2 separate regions of the Rattus norvegicus genome follow, and region 1 is linked to region 2. Evidence: chromatin contacts called from public Hi-C data. All regions are on one chromosome and are shown on one strand. Each heading gives the region's core, a stretch centred on a gene start, on an enhancer-like site or on the middle of the called end of the contact. The rest is flanking DNA. Distances are from core to core; before and after follow the strand shown.

Region 1 (6,442 bases), core at 3,305-5,804, 160 kb before region 2:
ATGCCCATGCCCTGTGAGTGGGTTTGCTCAGACGGCCATTAACTTTTCATCTCCTGGCTGTTGGCCTTAAGTAACCTCACCCTCCTCAGCCTATTTCCTCATAGGGTCCTACATAAGATTGTAGGGAGCCTGGAGAGATGGCTCAGTAGTTAAGAGAACTAACTGGCTGCTCTCGCAGGGAACCTGGGTTTGATTCCCAGCACACACGTGGTGGTTCACAACCTTCTGTAATGTCAGTTCCGAAGGATTAGATACCCTCTTCTGACCTCCACAGGCACTGTATGTGTGGTACATATATGCAGACCAAACATAAAATAAATTTTATGTGATACCCATAAAATAAAATTTAAAAATTTAATTGTAGGAATACACAGACTAACACACATGCATGCACGCACACATGCACATATCAACAATTAAATGAAAAGAGAGGGGAATAGCAGGACACCGGGGATCTGAAGGAGAAAAATGGGAGAAATGTGGGGCTCTGATTAGGAAGGGAAGGAAAATAAATACAGGTGGAGGAAGGATAAAATAACAGAATGTCTAAAATAGTCACAAGGAATCATACTTTTACTATCTACCTAAAAATACCTATAATACGCAGCCATCTGGGCTGAGAGTGCTCCCTGTAGGAGCCACAGACTGTCTAAGAAAAACACACCAATCATGAGAAGCTGTTGGTCAGGGTTGTCCAGGAGACTCCCAAAACATTATAGGCTATTACTATTGCCCTTGGTCACCCCCAAAGGAGGGAAGTAAGTCCCTATTACTTAAGACACAATACACTTCAGACGAGAGGTTCAGATTAACATGAAAGTCTCCTCCCCTGAGGACTGCCTATCATAGTACCAGAAGGTGTTACTCAGGCTTCCAAAGGAGGGAAGCAACCAACAGTACTACCCAGCTATAACGCCTACAAACCACATCAATGACCAGCATGGTGCCATAACTCTAAGGTTGCAACAGAGGCATGCATACCTGGTGGGAACCAACAACTCTAAAAGATCTTAAGACCCTGCTCAGCACGTGGGAAATCATGCCTGGTACTGAAGTCTTGTCATCTAATCCGGAATAGTGAAGTCATGGATTTTTTTTTTTTTTTTTTGGTTCTTTTTTTCGGAGCTGGGGACCGAACCCAGGGCCTTGCGCTTCCTAGGTAAGCGCTCTACCACTGAGCTAAATCCCCAGCCCCTGAAGTCATGGATCTTAAAGGAGAACCTACAACCATGCATTTACTAAACCAGCGCAATCCCCAACTACACTCTAAGTATTCGTCCTTTTACCCACAGAAGTGCGGTCCTCACCCCTCATGAAGGAAACTTCTCTTTGCATTTGGCAGAGATTGTTACTGAGAACAACAGCCAATCAAACTGTGGTTATAAAGCCCTGTCCCGACGGGTACATTGACAACACATTTCCTACAGCCCAGGCTCAGGGACTACACTAGAAGATGATAAGGTGACAGGAGCCAGGGGAGCACGGGTTTTGCTGTGAGGCTGTAAACTTCAGAAGCTACGCCCGCGTAGCCCCACCAACATAATTGCCTAAACATGAGCTGACCAAGGACAGCACCATCAGACATGCTCACAGGGAAGGAAAGCGGAGGAGGCCAACCCTAGATAAAGAACCACAGGAGATTGAGGAATGCCGGGATCTGAAGAAAGTTTGCCCAGGGAGAAGGGTCATACAAACTGATCATCCAATACCAAATGGTCAGCCCTGAAGACATACATACAAATAACATTATTCTGACTTAACGGTGTGTGTGTGTGTGTGTGTGTGTGTGTGTGTGTGTGTGTGAGAGAGAGAGAGAGAGAGAGAGAAACAACAAAGGAAAAGAGGCAATGAATTTGAAAAAGAAGGGAGGGGTACATGAGAAGGGTATGGAGGAAGGAAAAGGAAGGGGAAATGATGTAATTATATTATGATCTCAAAAATGTTTTGATTAATTTTGTAAAAATTGTACACGCAGGCTGGAGAGATGGCTCAGCGGTTAAGAGCACTGACTGCTCTTCCAGAGGTCCTGAGTTCAGTCACCAGCAACCACATGGTGGCTCACAACCATCTGTAATGGGATCCAATGCTTTCTTCTGGTGTGTCTGAAGACAGCTACAGTGTACTCACATACATGAAATAAATCTTTAAAAATATATTTAAAAAACTGTAGACGCGGGTTGGGGATTTAGCTCAGTGGTAGAGCGCTTGCCTAGCAAGCACAAGGCCCTGGGTTCGGTCCCCAGCTCCGAAAAAAAGAAAAAAAAAAAAAGAAAAAAGAAAAAAACTGTAGACGTATCACCAACCCCTACATATGACATGTAACAAGTACCCAGTAAATATTACCAGGCTAGGGAGATGCCTTAGTAACTAAAGCATTTGGAGGGCAAAGCATGAGGCCCTGAGTTCAAATATCCAGAACCCACATAAAGCCAGGCACAGCGGACATCTGTGATCTCATTGCTCCTACTATAAAATAGAAAGCAGAGAATCCTCTGAAGCTTGTGGGCTAGCCTGCAATAAGATTCTGTAAACAGCCAAAAAGAGATCCTCTTTTAAGGTAGAAGGCAAAGAAAGACCAACTTCCAAAGTTGTCCTCTGACCTCCACATCAGCACCATGTGAATGTTCATGCTCACACATATCTATGTACACACACTATACATAGAGAGAGACAAGTAAATGAAATTATACTAAGCTATTATCAATCTCCCTTTTAAAGATGCTATGCAGTCACTACGACTACCTTATTGCTCCTAATATATAATTATATTTTATCCCTTTATTTGGTGGGCATGGGTGCCATGGTACACACAAGGAGGTTAACAGGAAGGCCATCCTGTAATGAACCCAGAGACTACACAGCTCACTGAGCCATCTCACCCTGTCCCCTTTTTAACTTTTTTTTTTTCCGGAGCTGGGGACCGAACCCAGGGCCTTGGTTGCTAGGCAAGCGCTCTACCTCTGAGCCAAATCCCCAACCCCCCCTTTTTAACTTTTAAGGACAGTGTCCTTTTCTTCTTCTATTTATACTTATTGACTGTCAAATATATGAGAGGACCTGTTTGGGACATAGAGAATAGCAATAAACAAACACTTGGTTCTAAACAGCTTCTAATTTAAATTAGAGATAGGGATCTAGTGGCCTGGGCTGCACCTGGCCTAGGAGTAATTTATCTTGGCAGGCACTTTTAGCCCATGTCTTAAAAACTGAAATGGTCCTATAATGTTAGATTTCTGGCTTTTCTCCTAGATCAAAATGCCTGACAGCACCAGTTCTAGCTAAATGGTGGCTGGAACTAAGGCTTATGACATCCTTAAGACAGGCCTGTTCTAAGTGCAGAATTCTCTCCATCAGAACAATCCCTTAGCATCATCACCCTAAAACTGTTGGATCGTTTTGTTTTGTTTCTCCAAATAGGAAAATGTTTCTTTGTAACGTCTCCATTAAAAATAGGAAAAAGTCTTGGAACATGTTTCAAGAAAAAAAAAAAGAAAGAAAAATTAAGAAGGAAATAAGCATTAGTTCTCAGGAGTATTTTTTTTTCTGTGCTTAATATGAAAATTATACAACTTAAAGCGACATTGTAAATGTTAACTCAAGTGATGATGATTTTGATAAGAAAAATGTAAGATGACTCACATAATGAATTAAAAAATACTTTAACACGGGTTTTTGAATGAGAATACAATGCATTATTCTTACAGTCAAATGCTTTTCGCCCTTTCATTACCGAACCAGTCCGAATTGAGCTGCGAAGTCTCATCAAGCTTTTGAGATTGCCCAGGTTACTGCTGTCCGAATAATAGCATTTTTTTAAACGAAATTTTAGATAAAAGTTATTCTTAATACAATTATCACAAAGTTGTGAAGGGAATGAAATTAAAGATGGACAATTCTAATGCATAATTCGGTGTAGTAGAATTGAATGAAAAGCTACACTGAGTTCCGGAAAAAAAGGGATGGGGAGGGCCACTCAAGTGTCCGTAGTCCGCGATTTCGCGGGATCAAAGCAGATTCCAAAGGGCTGTGTTCTGAGCCTCTGGGGGCGGACAATACTGAGATTGCGAAAGCACTCCCAAGTCTTGGCCCCGCCCACTTCTTCTAGAGGCCCCGCCCACTCGTCGGTCCCAGTCCTGCCTTGTCGGGCTCAGTCTACGCCTACCCCTTCCAAACTAAGCACCAGGCCGCACGGTTGCCTAGCAGCGGCGCACGGCACGATGGGAGAATAGACGGAAACCTCAGAGAGTCAAACTTAGTTTAGTCCGAAAGCTCCAGCGATGTGTAGTAAGAAACAAGCCTGGAGTGGAACGTCCAGGATGCGGTGGAAGCGGATGGAAACCTCAATGGTCCGAAACAACTGCGACATGGAAAAGCTGGGCTACCCTGGAGACTTGTGGCGGGGTTGATGTAGCAGAGAAGTTGTGGTGCGCAAAGCACTGTGGGACACTGGCAACGTAGGGTAGGACGGAAGCTTCCGAGGGTCATATCTTAGCGACGCGGGAAGTCCAGACACCAGAACTGTCTGCGAGGAGACCTGAGGAGGAGGGTAGGGCCCAAGCGGAGGCAATGGCGGAGAGGCCTGAGGACCTAAATCTGCCCAACGCCGTCATTACCAGGATCATCAAGGAGGCGGTGAGCTGCTCGGGCTGGAGAATGGGTCGAGGGCGGACGTGTGCCAGAAAGTTAACAGAATCCGCATGTGTGTTCATCTCCACTCTCCCTGCAGCTACCGGACGGTGTCAACATCTCCAAGGAGGCCCGAAGCGCCATCTCCCGCGCGGCCAGTGTTTTCGTTTTGTATGCCACATCCTGGTAAGCCGAGCAGAGGCGGAAGGGAGGCGCAGCGGGATCCTAACCCTGCGTTCGTGTCCTGGAACCCACAGGCCCCAGTTCCCTGCTTCACTAGAGAGCGACTCACAGCTCTCCTGCAGCCTCACAAATTCTGAGGCAGGTTAAACAAGACGGTTGTCGTAGCCCTTTGTACGGGGAAGGGATGAATTGAGCTGTGCCATACAAAAACCCATTCATCTAAGATAAATGTGGCTTTTCCCACCCCATCTCTGGCTGTCTCATGTCCCCACCACTTTGACAAGCTTCTGAAGGGCTTTGCTCTTTCTTCCAGTGCCAATAACTTTGCAATGAAAGGAAAGCGCAAGACTCTCAATGCCAGTGATGTACTGTCAGCCATGGAAGAGATGGAGTTCCAACGGTTCGTAACGCCATTGAAAGAAGCGCTAGAAGGTATCCATGTGCTCTTCTGCTTCTTAAACCACGTGAAAGATGTTCATCCTTTGTTCCCTGATCACCTGATTTCAATACTACTGCCATTAGGTCCCATTCACTGGTCCAGGACTGGTCATGATTCCACTCTGTTGAGTTGGTACCATTTCGAATATGTGATATGGGCCTGTTTATTCCTCTGGTGCCTCACTCGGTTTGTCTAATTAAACAATAATCCCCTGCTTCCTTACAGCATACAGGCGGGAGCAGAAAGGCAAGAAGGAAGCCTCAGAGCAAAAGAAGAAGGACAAAGACAAAAAAGATTGCGAAGAGCAGGACAAAAGCAGAGAGGAGGAGGATGAAGATGAAGAAAGACTGGATGAGGAAGAACAGAACGAAGAGGAGGAGGTAGACAACTGACTGGAGAGAGTGGGCAGACTCTGACACGGTGGAAGGGACCCTCAGATACTGAGATGTGTTTATGTGAAGCCTCTCCCTGCAAGGCAGAGCCATCTTCCGCAACGGTGCCTGAGATCAAAATAAAAACTGACCAGAAAGATCAAAGCTAGCTAGCTCTTCCCAAACTCAGAGCGTCTGAGTTACAGAAACCAGCTTTGCTTCATCAGTCTGCAGGTTATGCCTTATTAGTGTAAGGGATTCCGAATGACTACATAGTTTGGTATTGCTTGTTTACTTAAAGTGTATAGCTAGCTAGTTTTTGATCCTATTTCCCTGCTCCTCCAAAAAAGTAATAACATGTTTCTTGCTGCGTTCCAAGTTGCAGAGTTGCTAACCGGTCAGGGGGAAATGGGGCTTGGACCATGGTCACCCTGTTTGACTGTACAGTAATTGACAATAGATATTAATGCTCAGAATGGTTGCTCTTTAGGAAATGACTAAAAAGCTGTGAGAGAATAAGGAAATCTCCTCACTCGATGGTAGCATTGCTTGGCTTCTGGCTTTCTACACTTAGCTTTGTAGTCCTGTAGTGACTGTAGATGCCCAGTGCTCTGGTGTGGCTCCACTCCTAAGACATATACTCTTAAATTCTGAGTGTTGGTTAGAATCTGTCAAAAAAGGGTGCCAACTCCCCACCCCCACCCCCCCAGAGATGAGGATTGAACTCAGGGCCTTGCTAGGCAAGCGCTCAACCACTGAGCTAAATCCTCAACCCCAAGGGTGCCAATTCTTAAAAGCAGGTGGCTTAAACTTGGCGGTAACT
Region 2 (6,554 bases), core at 3,241-5,740:
AAACAAGTCAGAAACAAAGAGGGCAAAGGGATGACCTACAGAGCAGAAACATTTAAGACGCAGGCAGGCACGCACGCACACAGGCTGGCCTCAACCTTGTTATCTACTTGCCTTCTCTGATCCCGAACTCCTCTTCTCCCCAATGCTGAGATTACAGCCACCAGTCCAGCTAAGGATCAGAGACTACTCACACTTAATTATTACCTTACAACAGTCATTTCAGTTTATTTACAGTCTGGAACTTTGTTTTCCTCAACTCAGAATTGAGATTACAATCCAAAGGGAAACTGGATTGAAGCTTTTAAGATTACTATCTGTGCCCCAAGTAGTGTTTACCACGCCTTACCTCACTTCAACCAGTCTGCATGATCCCATGTTCCAGGATTACTAGGAAGAAGGAAAGGGGCTACCTACCCAAGAAAGACAAACTTTTCCTTTGTAGACACCTACACTAACTGGATTTTAAGAAGGTTAATCAGGCCATGCATATAATCCCAGCACTGAAAGGCACAGGAAAGGTGTGACTTGGAGGCTAGCCTGGTCGGCATACTTCCAGGGTGGCTGGGGATGCACACTGAGACCCCGTCTGAAAAATCAAACCAGACTGCCAAAGAGCATAAATCATTTCATGCTGATCTAATTGGAAACTTGTCACTTTGGATTCTAATAATAATTTTTAATTCTCTGTGTATATTACCTCAAACTGTCAGAAAAGAATCCTAAAAAATTCCCTAGAATTTAACTGATGAAGAAGAGATTTATTCAATGGCCACAATGGGAAAAAGGGAAAAAAAATCCAGTGGCACCTCCTGCCCCCGAATCTGCCTTCAGGATTCTGAAGTGAAGGCAGTTTCAGTAGAGGGCTTGAAAGCAGTCAAGGTGTGGTCTCTACATCATTGTGTCTTCTGTAATAAACAAAAATTGTGTCTAAGACGTTTAAATCCTTTTCCAGGAGAAAGGGCTCCTCTCTGGATGGCTCAGGCTTTAGACTCTTTTCTCACAGCATGAGGGACCACTGTGAAGTAGCCACAGATAATATGTAAATAAATGAGCACAGTCGTGTTCCAACAAAACTACCAAAACAGGCAGCGGAGATAAGATTTGTCTGTAGGCTGCTGCTGATCTCTGAGAACCATCTTCCAAGTAAAAGTTGAGGTATTAGGTTTAAAACAACAAAACTCACAGAGGACTCTTGTGTTTTAAGTTGGAGAAAGACGTGTAAAATGTGTATGGTTCCATACTTTAGCATACTTTAATTAGCTGTCACAGTCCTTCCTAAGTGCACGCAGCAGGGAAAAGGGCAACCTTTGCGAAGCCCCCCTTAGGCTGCTGCTATGTAGCTCAGTGAAAGAATGCTTGCCAAGATGGGCAAAACCGTGGATTCCATTGCTGGCACCATGGAAACACGAACCTACCTGTGCTTTCTAAAGTGGCCCTTTCAACCTGGAAAACCCCCTCCCAGCTTCCTTCTGGATTCCTACTCATCTTCAAACTGCTCATGTAAACCTACACTCCAGCTAGTTTAGAGCTTTCAAAGGAAGTGTTTAATCCCTAGAACATGGGTCATGAAGATTGGCTGAGGTAAGGCATGATGAACATTACATAGGGCACTGGTATTAATCTTAAAAACCTCAATCAAGTTTCCCTTTGGATTATAATGACTGAGATTATAATGAAGAGATACAATCTCTTCCTACTTTGATATTCTACAATAATTTCCTAGAGTGTTCATTCGCTATCTACACAAAATCTACACACAGTAGACTCTCAGGTGACATTTCTGTAATGGTTTTATAACATTCTGTTTTTAGTAACTTGAGTGAATAGAATACTATAGAAACATTTTTAATCTCCATTCAATCCATATTTCTTTACCACTGGAGATTAATATTTGCCTGTTATAAAAGTTGTCACCTTTTTGCAAGTCTGACTTGAAAGGAATTATTAAATTTGCTGCCTCCTAGTCTTCCTTAATCTTCAGGGAATAAATACAAACATACAAACACACACACATAGTACACATACATAATTGTATTATTTAAAATCAATTCTCACTCTGGCTGGCCTGGAACTTACTGTGTGGACCGGGCTGGCTTCTAATCCTCAGAGATTCACCTGCCTCAGCTTCCTAAATGTTAGGATTAAAGGGGTCTGCCACTACACCTGATAATCAATACATCAGATACCTATTTCAGAGCTGTATGGTTAAGAAAATGAACAAGAATACTGAACTCAAACTTGATGTCAGGGTTCTATTTATTTCTCAGCAGATGTGTTTACATCTGATCTGTTCCTTTCTTAAGGTGTTTAGGGAACCTGGCCCAAAGTTGGAGTGAGTTATCGAGGCCAGGGGACAGGAATTCAGGTCTCCTGGGTATTTTTAATCCAGGAACACTGGCTTTCCAGATATACCAGATCCTATGTTTCTAATTCTAAGCCTGAAAAACTGAGGAAGACTCATTTCCACCTCTCCTTTTCTCATGTTGCTAATGAAATTCAAGATCAGAGATGCCTAGAGTGTCCCAATCACCAAACACAACAGTTTAAAAGGCAATTTCAAACACTCACAAGAGAAACACCTCCACACAGAATGCAGGGAAAGAGCTCAGATGCTCTTTTGGGTTTTGCGCTCTCTCTCTCTCTCTCTCTCTCTCTCTCTCTCTCTCTCTCTCTCTCTGTTTTTGTTTTTAATTGCTTTAATCCCAACACTGGAAAGGCATAGGCAGGTGTATTTCTGTGAGAGTTCAGGGATAGCCTGGTCTACATAATGAGTTTTAGGGCAGCCAGAGCTACACAAATAGACCATCTCAAAAAAAAAAAAAAGAATAAAAGTAAATAAACAAAGCATTCCTGAAATATTTTAGTGCTGGAGTGACCAGACCCAGGGCAGGGTTGGAACTGATCCATCCATCCCTACCCACTCAAGTTCACAAGTCAAACAGAGCTGATGCTCCAGGCTCCAATCCTACTGCACAGACTGCAGTTTATCATTGCTTTAACAGTCGGATTGCACTGCTTTAACCACCTTAATCTGTAAAATAAACACAGGAAGCAGACCAACAACAGCCTTATCCGCAGATAAACAGGAACAATTTACTCACAAATATTCTAAGTAACATATAATATTTCTGACTACACTATTTCCCCTTCCCCCTCCCCTGGAGTTTCAGACAATAGTACAGTCACCTTCAATGAACAAAAGGGACCAAGCAACCCAGACAGTTCACAGCCAGTACAGCATTTTTATCTTTCTGGAAGCTACCTATAAAAGATGAGAGCCACTGCTGGGCTCTTTGGGTCACACGGGGGTAAAAAAAACCGAGAGTAAATTAAGGAACAAGGGAACAAAGATAAATTATATTATTCAATCTAATAAAAAATTAATGAGAATCCACTGCGGGCAAGAAGACTTACAAGTTAGTTCAAAAACTATAATTAAAAAGCCCCACAGGGGAAGTGCCAAGAGGTACAAAGTTCTCTGGGAGAGAGCTACCAGTCTCTTTATAGTATCATCAGAAGAGACTAAAGCATTGCGGTAAGGGATACTTACAGGACCAACCTGACTGGGAAGAAAACAGGAAGAACTCTAACGAAATCTGTGGAAATGGACTGGGACACGCTACCTGCTTATCCACAGCGTGGCTAAGCCAGGTCTAGTTCAAGATCGTTCAAAAACGATACCAGGTTAACCAAAGAAATACAGAAGAAAGACAATCACGATGAGGGCGAAAACTGGAGGCGGAGAAGTCAGCAACAACTAATGTTGACTTAAAATCTTGGCAGCAACTCAGCTCAGCAAAACCGGGCTGAGGATTTTCTACCTCCAAAGTCCCGTCCATCATCCACCCTCCCGAATATCCCAGCTCTTCTAGATCTCTCCTATCTGGACTTTAGAAACAGGGTCATTTCCCAAGCCGTATGCCACACAGTCTAGTTAAGGGCCAGGGTTCTTTACTCATCAGCTCTCTAAACCCTGATACAAAGGACCAGGTCTGCCCTTTACTCTGTGTGACCTCGGACCCAAGTGGCTAGTTCTCCTGTTCTTGTCAGCAAATTAGCTTATTACGAAGAGACCCGGATCGGACTCGATGATTTCAGAGATTTAAAAATCTTGGCAAACCGCATATAGAGACACTGGACACTCGGTCCTTGGTGTAGATGGGGAAACTGAGGCACCGAGCACCCTGCCTAAGGTCATAACAGCAATGTCGCTGTAGGGTCCTTGCCACCGCACGGCTCAGATCCCATGACTTTTAGTCCTGGGCTCTTTCTCCTTCCGCCCAGCCTAAGGGAGCTGCGGGGGTCCTGGTTCGGGAGGAAAAAGGACAGCGAACACACCGGGTTTGGGAAAGGGAGGGGAGAGGCCTTACTTACCTTCCCAGGGCAAGCCCCACCGCCTGAGTCTTCCTCTCAGAACTGGATCCCTAACCAGGTCTGGACTTCTCCCAAGCCCCCGCAACTACTGCCCGGCTCGACGTGTCCCAGGACCGCAGTAAAGGCCGCCGATTCTCGCCCTGGCCCCGCCCCCTGAGCCCTCTGACTAATCATCGCTCAGAGTCTAGGAACTCCACCCCCTCGGAGGGCTGGCGAGGCCTTGCGTCACTGGGAGCTCACCTCCTCATTTGCCTTTGCTCCACCTTCTCTACCGCTGGTCTCCTCTGGGCCTCACTACCCTGAGAGAGTTTGTCCTGCCGGAAAGCAGTTCGCCGCCACGGCGTTTTACGTTACCGGCGGTGACAGGCCCTGGTACCATCCAGTTTCCTCCCTTCAGCTGGGCGAAAGCCGACGTGATGTTCGGTGCGGGAGACGAGGATGACACCGACTTCCTCTCGCCAAGCGGCGGGTGAGTGATTGAGAAACTGGGCCGGAGCGCTGGGCTGAGAGATTGGCGGGTGGTTGCAGGGGTCGGTCTCTTCTCAGGCCTCTTCCCAACTTCCGGGTCTAGACAGACCCTGGTCAAGTTCCACGGCTCAGACTTTGCATTCTGAGCAGCGACGTCGGAATGGCCAATCTGGGTTCAGGACCTGGTACCTCCCTTGACACCCTTTTGCTTTGTGAATCACGGTTTCTCCAGTGAAATGGAGATGATTGCTGGGGAGACTGCCTGCCTCGGAGTTTATAAAGGAGTCAGCTCCTATAATAAATATGTGAGCTGTAAATTCAAGAGACTTTCTCTTCCCCGTGACACTTTGAACCAGGACCTGGTGGGTCATCTCTGGCATCCTTCAGAGGATGTTACCTTTTTGGTGATTCTCTGCCCTCACAGTCTCGGGCGGAATAGACTGCTTTATCTTCCTTATTTCCACGAGTCTTTGCACATGGAACCTTCTGAAATCTAAGCCCCGACTGAACAGAGTATGTTGCTAATTTCTGTCTAGCTCTCAGAACAGTAACTCCTGGTGCATACTGATTGCTCACGAAGCGCCTGAGAAATTACAGTTTTTAAGCCTTAAGGCTTAAAGCCAATGGGAAAGACTGCTTTCGTTTTCTTCTGCCTTCAAACATCATATATACTATCTTGGGATAGAAGTCTTTAATGGCAGTCAGGATTTCCTCCCCTTCTTTTTAATAATTAGCTCAGTGTTTTTCCTTGCATTGTCTTAGTGGACCTCTTGTCTTCCTTCAGACTTAACTGCAAAGCTCACATCTTTGCAGAGCCCTTCTTTGAACATCTGCTTTACAAGTTTTGTGCATCGTGATGAACCTGCTTAAGGAATGACTGACACATCAATATGCCAATCATCCTACCAATAATATCTAGAATACTGGGCATTCAATATAGGAGTGACCATAAAATGACGGGCTTTCTTTTGATTTTTTGTGTGTGTGTGTGCGTGTGTGTGCGCGTGTGTGCGTGTGTGTGTGTGTGGCGGGGGTATATGTATGTTGTGAAGATCTTTGTCGAGGACAGAGGTTCAGTATCAGGGGTCCTTCTCTGTAGACTTCCACTTTATTTTTTTGAGACAGGTTTTTCTCACTGAACTCGAGCTTGCCGTTTTGACTAGACTGGTTATGGGATGCGAACTCAGTACAGTAAGCACTTTACCTATGGTTCATCTCTCCAGCCCCTCTTATTTGGTCTTCCGTGGTTAAGATCTTTTGATACCCAGTGAGTGGCTCTACATTGAGCTCCCACCACCTCATCCTCCCAGGTCCCCACCTGAGAATGCCTGTACCCACTTAGCTCCACTTGAATTCATTTAGTTGCTCCATTATTTTTGAGTTAATTGGGTATTGTTTCTTTTCTTTCCTATGTCACCAAAAACATTTACAGCCTCTGAGCTGTTGGCTGGATGTTCAGCCACAACCTGTTTTGTGTATGTCTGTATATGGGACCTTTTGAATATCTAAAGATTTATTTATTTGGGACAGGGTTTCATTATGAAGCCAGGGATTCTTTATATAGACCAAGCTGACCTTGAACTCACAGGGATCTGTCTTCCTACCCTGAATGGTAGGATTAAAAAGGCATGTGCCATCACACTCCAGCCTCGAGGTATATTTTAATTTCATAATCTTTGCTATGTGAGAGTATTTGAGGAAAGCTTATGAAG

Evidence for each region. A called contact is a pair of places that touch in the nucleus more often than the background predicts.
Region 1: a contact with region 2 is called in a Hi-C map of mammary epithelial cells, with 2.5 times the contacts expected there. The contact joins the promoter of Pole3 here to the promoter of Slc31a1 in region 2. A contact is called at or near these places in 2 of 12 Hi-C or Micro-C datasets (liver and mammary epithelial cells).

The regions. Positions count from the first base shown.
Region 1 is chr5:80,990,854-80,997,295 of GRCr8, reverse strand. It overlaps Pole3 (DNA polymerase epsilon 3, accessory subunit), which reads left to right and starts at 4,554. Exons shown (of 4, transcript NM_001007652.2): 1 at 4,554-4,632; 2 at 4,727-4,812; 3 at 5,123-5,241; 4 at 5,474-6,442. The coding sequence starts at 4,567. The coding sequence ends at 5,640. C5h9orf43 (similar to human chromosome 9 open reading frame 43) reads right to left here and starts at 3,948. Exons shown (of 14, transcript NM_001024346.2): 1 at 3,703-3,948. The coding sequence starts at 3,763.
Region 2 is chr5:80,828,776-80,835,329 of GRCr8, reverse strand. It overlaps Slc31a1 (solute carrier family 31 member 1), which reads right to left and starts at 4,490. Exons shown (of 5, transcript NM_133600.2): 1 at 4,375-4,490. It overlaps Fkbp15 (FKBP prolyl isomerase family member 15), which reads left to right and starts at 4,765. Exons shown (of 28, transcript NM_001427372.1): 1 at 4,765-4,843. The coding sequence starts at 4,791.